Regions from separate parts of the Gossypium hirsutum genome. Here region 1 is linked to region 2. A link is a contact called in public Hi-C data. All regions are on one chromosome and are shown on one strand. The core of a region is the stretch at or near the end of the contact, and the rest is flanking DNA. Distances in the headings are between cores, read along the strand shown.

Region 1 (3,158 bases), core at 431-2,930, 140 kb before region 2:
AATGGGATATGACTTCAGACTGATATGCTGGGAACTATGGAACAACAGCTATAGGTTCGATGGGAATCTCCACCTGAGGGGAGGGTCAATTTGAAAAGTAGTTTTGGCCATATTTACCGGAAAGCAAACCGGGCGGCTGATCAAATTAACACTCTGTCTGACTATATAGATACAATCATCCCCCGTCAGAGCTGCTCGATATTCCTCTAAGTCAAGGGGAAACTGCACTGTGTAATCTGATGTTTGCCAGAGCTTAGCTCTCTTCTGTTACCACATATATATAATATTAAAAAAAAATTAAAACAATAATAGAAATGTATAGATATACTATTGTATCAAATTTTATGTAAAAGCTTAAAATTATATTAACTTCGATAATACAATTATATTAAAAAATGACATAAATATAATAATACGAATATATAGATTATAAGGGATGAAATTAATGGAACTATAACCAAGGAAAATTTGTTATTTTTTGTTTAAAGTAAATAACGAGAAAGCTTCATTAACATAAGGTGCAATTACAGGTAATTTACATGCCATTACACCCCATACAAGATCCACAATCTCACTGAGATCTCATCCTATTAAGCTGGTTCAAAGCCGGTTGCAGAATGTTGTAGGCCACCCAAAGAAGAGCTGGTGCTACAACGAAGAGGAGAAGGGTACCCCTATTGTCACTAGATGCAGCATCAGCTACCATAGCTATCTCACTGGCCGATGCTTCCGGTGTTGACATGAACCCTGATGCAGCCAATCCTCCGAGCCCTAGCCCTATGATAACCCCTTTGGAGCTCCTCATTCGGTTCAGCTGGTTAAGTGCTGGCTGGAGGATGTTGAAGAGGACCCAAGCGATCGCTGGGATTATGGGAAGCAATAGAGCTAGCCCACGGTTGTCTCCTTCAGCTATTTCAGCAATCTGTTGTGCAGCTAAGGCGGGGTCACATGAGCTCAAGGTTGAGAAGATAGCTCCAGCAATGGCGCTGCCAGCGAGTGAAGACGGTAGGTTTGAGTTGTTGGCCGGTTTTGAGATGGTGAGGCCTTTGGGGAGGTTCTGCATGGAGAGAAGGGAGAAGGGCTTTGGGGTTGGCTTTGTTGGGCTGCTCATCTTAGTTGAGCTGATGCTTAGGCATTTTGCATTGAGCATCGCCATTGTTGCTACACTTGCTGCCATTTTTTTATGTTTTTGGGTTTAGAATTGTGCTGTTGATCCCAGGGGAGTTGGGGCGGGGGAGCTTTTTGTGGCAGAGAAATGGAGTTTCAATTGCCTCTGGCTGAGGATTTGGGTTTTGGGATATAAGATTTAATGTGAAGCAAATCAAATAATGTCCAATAAAATGAAGGTCTCTGGATTCTACTCTTATCCAGATGATATGATGTGTGAGATATGGACCTCATGTTGGATACCCCACCACAATTTTCTTATCGCCACCAATGGCATATTCTTAAGGTCAATTTGTTAACATTAAGCCGTTCATTTCACATAATATCTATCTGCACTTCACCAGCTTATATTGTTTGATGAAAACCATGTCCAGAGGCTCAAATACATAATGAAGCCCAAAGGCCCACCTTGCAAAGCTGAAGTCCATTCTTTGGGCTGCTCTCTCTGTCTCCCTCTTTTTGTTTTCAAAGTCTTCCTCTTTGTTTCGAGGTTAATACGTTGATACCTTAAACTTTTTGGAAACCACAAGGCTCAAACTATTAAAAGTATTTAGGTACCTTTTGTATATTATAGAAGTGTAATTTATTCTTCATAGGATAAATATGTATAATATAATACGTTTGATGTTCGTGCAAGCAAATTTAATAAAAAATTTCATGGAAGACTGTTTAAAAAAAAATTAAACATGATGTTGGTAGATATGTTTATGGATTGACTTGAAAATTTTGTTTTTCTTACTTGAAAATTCATTTTTTTAAAAATAGTATATTATGTGTGAATCACTGATTTTGTTTTTCAATATTCGTTCGGTTACAATTGGACAAAGTTAGTATAGTTATAAAATAGAGATGGACAACACAATTGTTTATGTAATTTGAAAACTTCTTACATCTATGAGATCTTACCTAGAGAGTGACCCAATATAAATTAATAAAGTACAAATCGTAGTTTAAGTTCAAGTCATAAACTAACTTGCAACCTCACTTCTATACTTCAAACTAGATCACACTCTCAGAAACTATTTCCCTTTGAAACCTTAGTTGTAAACCAATGAATAATCCAATTTACTAATTTACTTGCACAAATTATGCACTAAAACAATTCATAAATTAACAAAATAGAACTTCTGTCTCTATGTGTGTAACACCCTTAACCCAACCCGAATTACCGAATCTAAATCTCGGGTATTACTTTACATTTCACTTAACAAAATTTCAAAACAGTCAACATGTACACTTGACTTAAAATATATTTTTTTATCATTTTATTTAAAGAATCAACATTAAAGGAACAAAGAAAAGTATTTAAAAATAAAATAATACATCATCCGAATTCTGTACAATGAGATAATTAATTTTTAGTGAAGAGGGGTCGGAACTGTCGAACAGCGAAACAGGGGAAACTTTAAAGAATAAACTGTACTTATTGGCTAAACCAAAAATTCTGAAAATTTTATGGTAAGAAGATATGTGAGCCTAGTTTCGGGGAAAATTAGTGGATCTTAATTTGGAGTTCCGTAACTCAAGATATAAATAATTTAGTGACTATGACTCAATGAGACAACTTTGAATGAACTATAAATAATAATGGAATTATAGAGAATGTTACATATGAACATGAAATGTATTAGATTAATGATTAAATTTATTTATTTAGATCCAGAAAATTCAAATACGAAGCTAGATCGAGGAAAAGAAAAAGTTTGGGATTAGTAGATTTTTTTTACGAACAAGTATCGAGGTAAGTTCGTATAACTTGAATTATATTCTTAAATTCTTGAAATGTTTGTTATTGATGTGAATATGATTTGAATGTTCATTGAATGAAAATTAATGAAACATTGATATATTTAATAAAAAAAGGGAAGAAATCCCGGTTGAATGGAAGGAAAATTCGATGGATCTCTGAAAAGGAATTGACGGTAAAAAGGATCTAGCCCAGACGGATGATCCTATTTTGATATAGCCCTCCCAAAGAATATGTGGAAAAT
Region 2 (3,494 bases), core at 331-2,830:
TATATCACATCTCTAAGAATATCATCCTTGAAAATTAAATTAACTAACAGATGAGCTAAGAACCCATCAATAAGCAAAGTGAATGACTACCAGTTCGATGCTTAACAAGTGCATCTCATCCTTCAAATATAATACTTGTTGTTTCTTTTGATTGTCTTGGCTAAGAACCAAAATTTGCAATCTGCCTTTTCTTTTTCTTTTGAGCCTATGCATACTTCACCTTATATAAAGCTCTTCTTGTGTCAATTGGTGCTGACTGAATGCACTTATCTATTAGAGCTGGTAAAGGGGTTATATAATCACTGGTATATATCTCGGGGCTAAACAAAACCTGTCAAACCAACCATTAAAAAAGAAAAAAACATCAGCAGCAAGCAATCTTCGAGTAGCAATTTTCATTTCTTGAAAAATAAAGCAAATCATCAAATACCTAGTTGCATCATCGAAGTTGGAAAATGCCAAAGCATGTCATTAGGAAATCTAAATACAGGGAAATCAAGAAAAACTTGCACACCCAGTCACCCAGCTATTTTTGAACCGATGCAAGCTGACTTTAATCATCAAAGAAAATATATATTGTTGGAAAGATCATGCTAAGGCATACTCTATATTCTCTCTGATTAAAGACAGATTTTTTAGGATAAGCAAATCAGAGAAAGAGCAGGAGTGTCCTCTTTGACAAATTAAAAATAGGCATGAATGTTAGCTTCCAGGAAACCAAGCCTCTAGGATGAACATAGTTAAATTATTGACGATAAGGAAAAGGTCAAGCATCCCAGTACTTAGACATTGATATAAGGGAAAAATCTTCATAAGATAGCCAAGAGATTTATCCATTTGAGAGAGTTAGTTAATCAGGGTCCTTGAAATACTCCAAAAGGAACATGCTAATATAACACTGACATCCCCACAAAAAAATTCTTATTAAATATGAAGAAATTCCAAAAGTTCCAGTAACCTTGAACTTAGAAATGACTTCGCAAGGAAAAAGTGTAACAAACCTCAGGACCTAAAAATCGTTCATAACCAATATCACAGGCGTATGGTGCCCCCGTCTTCAGTCTAATTCCCCTCCATTGTTTGATGAACTTGGCAGGTTCTTTGTCATGCTTGTTGAACTCCTAAAAAAATTACAAAAAATAGTTATTATCAGATTACCGTTTGAATGCCAGAAGTTGGGAACTTCATTACAGCATCTAAAGCTGGAGTAAGAATCCTGAGGTTAATGGCTGTCCCAAAATATTTCCAAAATCACAATCCAATGAAAGAAAACAACCTTGACAATGTCAGAACATGTATAGCAGTACATCTCCTTCACTTTCCGAGCTGCTTCAAATGAATCCTCAGGTGGCATTTTCTCTCCTCTTTCCTGCAAAGGGCAAGATTTCATGATAACTAAATAGTAGTTATTTTACAATCTCCATATCCTCAAATCTAAGATGGGCTCACATACATGCTGTTACGGGAGAAACTGCTAGGGATAGGATAGCCGGTGGTTTTAAAATTCAGTTGTAACCGCTAAAAAGTAGGGAGGGAAACATTTCTTCAAAACGGTGAGTTTTAGTGTTGAGTGAAACGGTGCATTTCCATTAGTAATACGGTGCCTTTTATATTAAACCTAAAACGGTGAGTTTTGACAGCTGTTAGTCTACAGCTGTGATAACTAAATGGCCGTTCGTTAGTTCATTTTCAGCTACTTAAGGAAAACAGTGTAAGCAAGGAAATATTCATTGTATTTTGGATCAAATCAAATCGTTTCTTCCTCCCAATTTCTCTTCTGTTTCTCTTCTCGTCTCTCTTCTTTTCTTCACTGGAAATTTTCGCAACAAAAGTATCAGAGCTTCAGTCGGCTCTCATAGCAAGCTGTAGGGTCACTACTAGGCTTCAGAAGGATGTCAACCAACTTCAACAGGATCTTGGATCACAAGGAACAGTAGCAATCCATTCGCATCTCCCATTGTTATGGTCAGAAAAAAAGATGGCAATTGGCGACTCTGTGTAGACTACAGAAAATTGAACCAGATGACTGTCAAAGACAAGTATCCAATTCCAGTAATCGAAGAATTACTCGATGAGCTTGGTCAGGCTGCTTTCTTCTCTAATCTCGACTTGCATTCTGGCTACCATCAGATTAGAATGAAGGATGAGGGTATGTGCAAAACTGCATTTAGGACCCACAAGGGTCACTACGAGTTCCTAGTCATGCCTTTTGGCTTGACTAATGCACCCTCCACATTTCAATCCTTGATGAACAGTGTGTTTAAGCCCTTTCTCAGAAGGTCAGTACTAGTATTTTTTTTATGACATACTAGTATATTCTACTACTTGGCTCGAACATCTGGCACACCTCAAGGCAGTTTTGCAGTAACTAAGGGTCCATCAGTTGTATGCAAAAAAATCCAAATGCAGTTTTGGAGTACAGGAGATAAAGTACCTTGGACATTTGATCTCTCAAGGATTAGTAGCCATGGATCCCTCAAAGGTCGAGTGTGTGATGCATTGACCTAAGCCTGGTTCTCTTAAGGAGTTGAGAGGGTTCCTAGGGTTATCGAACTACTATAGGAGGTTCATCAAGGGATATGGTCTTATAGCCAGACCCCTCACTTACATGTTGAAGAAAAACAAGGAATGGAACTGGTCTGCAGAAGCTGAGACAACTTTTAATCGGCTCAAACAAGCCTTTTGCACTGCTCCAGTGTTGGCCCTACCGAATTTTCAAAAAGAGTTTTGTGTGGATACGGATGCTAGTGGTGCAGGGGTAGGGGCAGTTTTACACCAGCAGGGGAAGCCTTTGCCATACTTCAGCAACACCTTAGGCATTAGATACCAAACCATGTCCATATACGAAAAAGAGATGTTAGCAACCCTCTTGGCTGTTAAAAAAATGGAATCCATACTCTGTAGGGAGAAGGTTTCATATATGGACTGATCACTAAAGCTTATGGTTCCTCACTGACAAGTAGGCAATTACTCTGTATCAACAGAAGTGGGTTACCAAGATGTTTGGCTACGATTTTGTGGTGTCTTATAAATAAGGGTCCCAAAATGCAGCGGCTGATGCCTTATCGAGGAGGCCTAAGGAGCAGGAGGGTCAACTTTTTCAATACACAGGGAGTATGGTTCTGACTGAGTTGTGGTAGAAGGCTTTGGATTCCTAGTTATTGGATCCACGGTTGCACACTATTTGCAAGGATATTCAACAGCAACCTGACTTGCATCCTAAGTATTCATGGATGGAAAGGTATTGCGTAGAAAAGGGAAGATTATCATCGGTGATATTTAGTAACTTAGGAAGGAACTCTTCCGGTATTTCCTTGAGAGCACCCTTGGAGGCCACTCAGGTGTGCATGCTACTCGCTATAGGATGTCTGGACTAATGTATTGGAAGTGGATGTCTAAGAACCTTAAGCAGTGGATCAGAGAATGCCTATTTTGCCAACATTGTAAAGCTGACAATGCTGCTTATCCTGGTTTATTGCAGCCCCTGCCAATTC

Evidence for each region. A called contact is a pair of places that touch in the nucleus more often than the background predicts.
Region 1: a contact with region 2 is called in a Hi-C map of leaf, with 2.1 times the contacts expected there. The contact joins the promoter of LOC107920999 here to the enhancer-like site in region 2. A contact is called at or near these places in 2 of 34 Hi-C or Micro-C datasets (hypocotyl and leaf).

Annotation. Positions count from the first base shown.
Region 1 is chrD01:52,848,054-52,851,211 of Gossypium_hirsutum_v2.1, reverse strand. LOC107920999 (photosystem II core complex proteins psbY, chloroplastic) reads right to left here and starts at 1,680. Exons shown (of 1, transcript XM_016850843.2): 1 at 443-1,680. The coding sequence starts at 1,177. The coding sequence ends at 572.
Region 2 is chrD01:52,710,222-52,713,715 of Gossypium_hirsutum_v2.1, reverse strand. It overlaps LOC107921268 (actin-related protein 3), which reads right to left. Exons shown (of 8, transcript XM_016851142.2): 4 at 1,277-1,369; 5 at 1,002-1,121. Among protein-coding and RNA genes, the nearest start is that of LOC107921268, 5.2 kb to the right of the region's middle. Within about 2 kb of position 1,580, at least 2 of the 9 cell types and tissues checked have an H3K27ac peak or open chromatin away from gene starts, as enhancers often do. A contact at or near this core is called in hypocotyl and leaf, where this site is marked.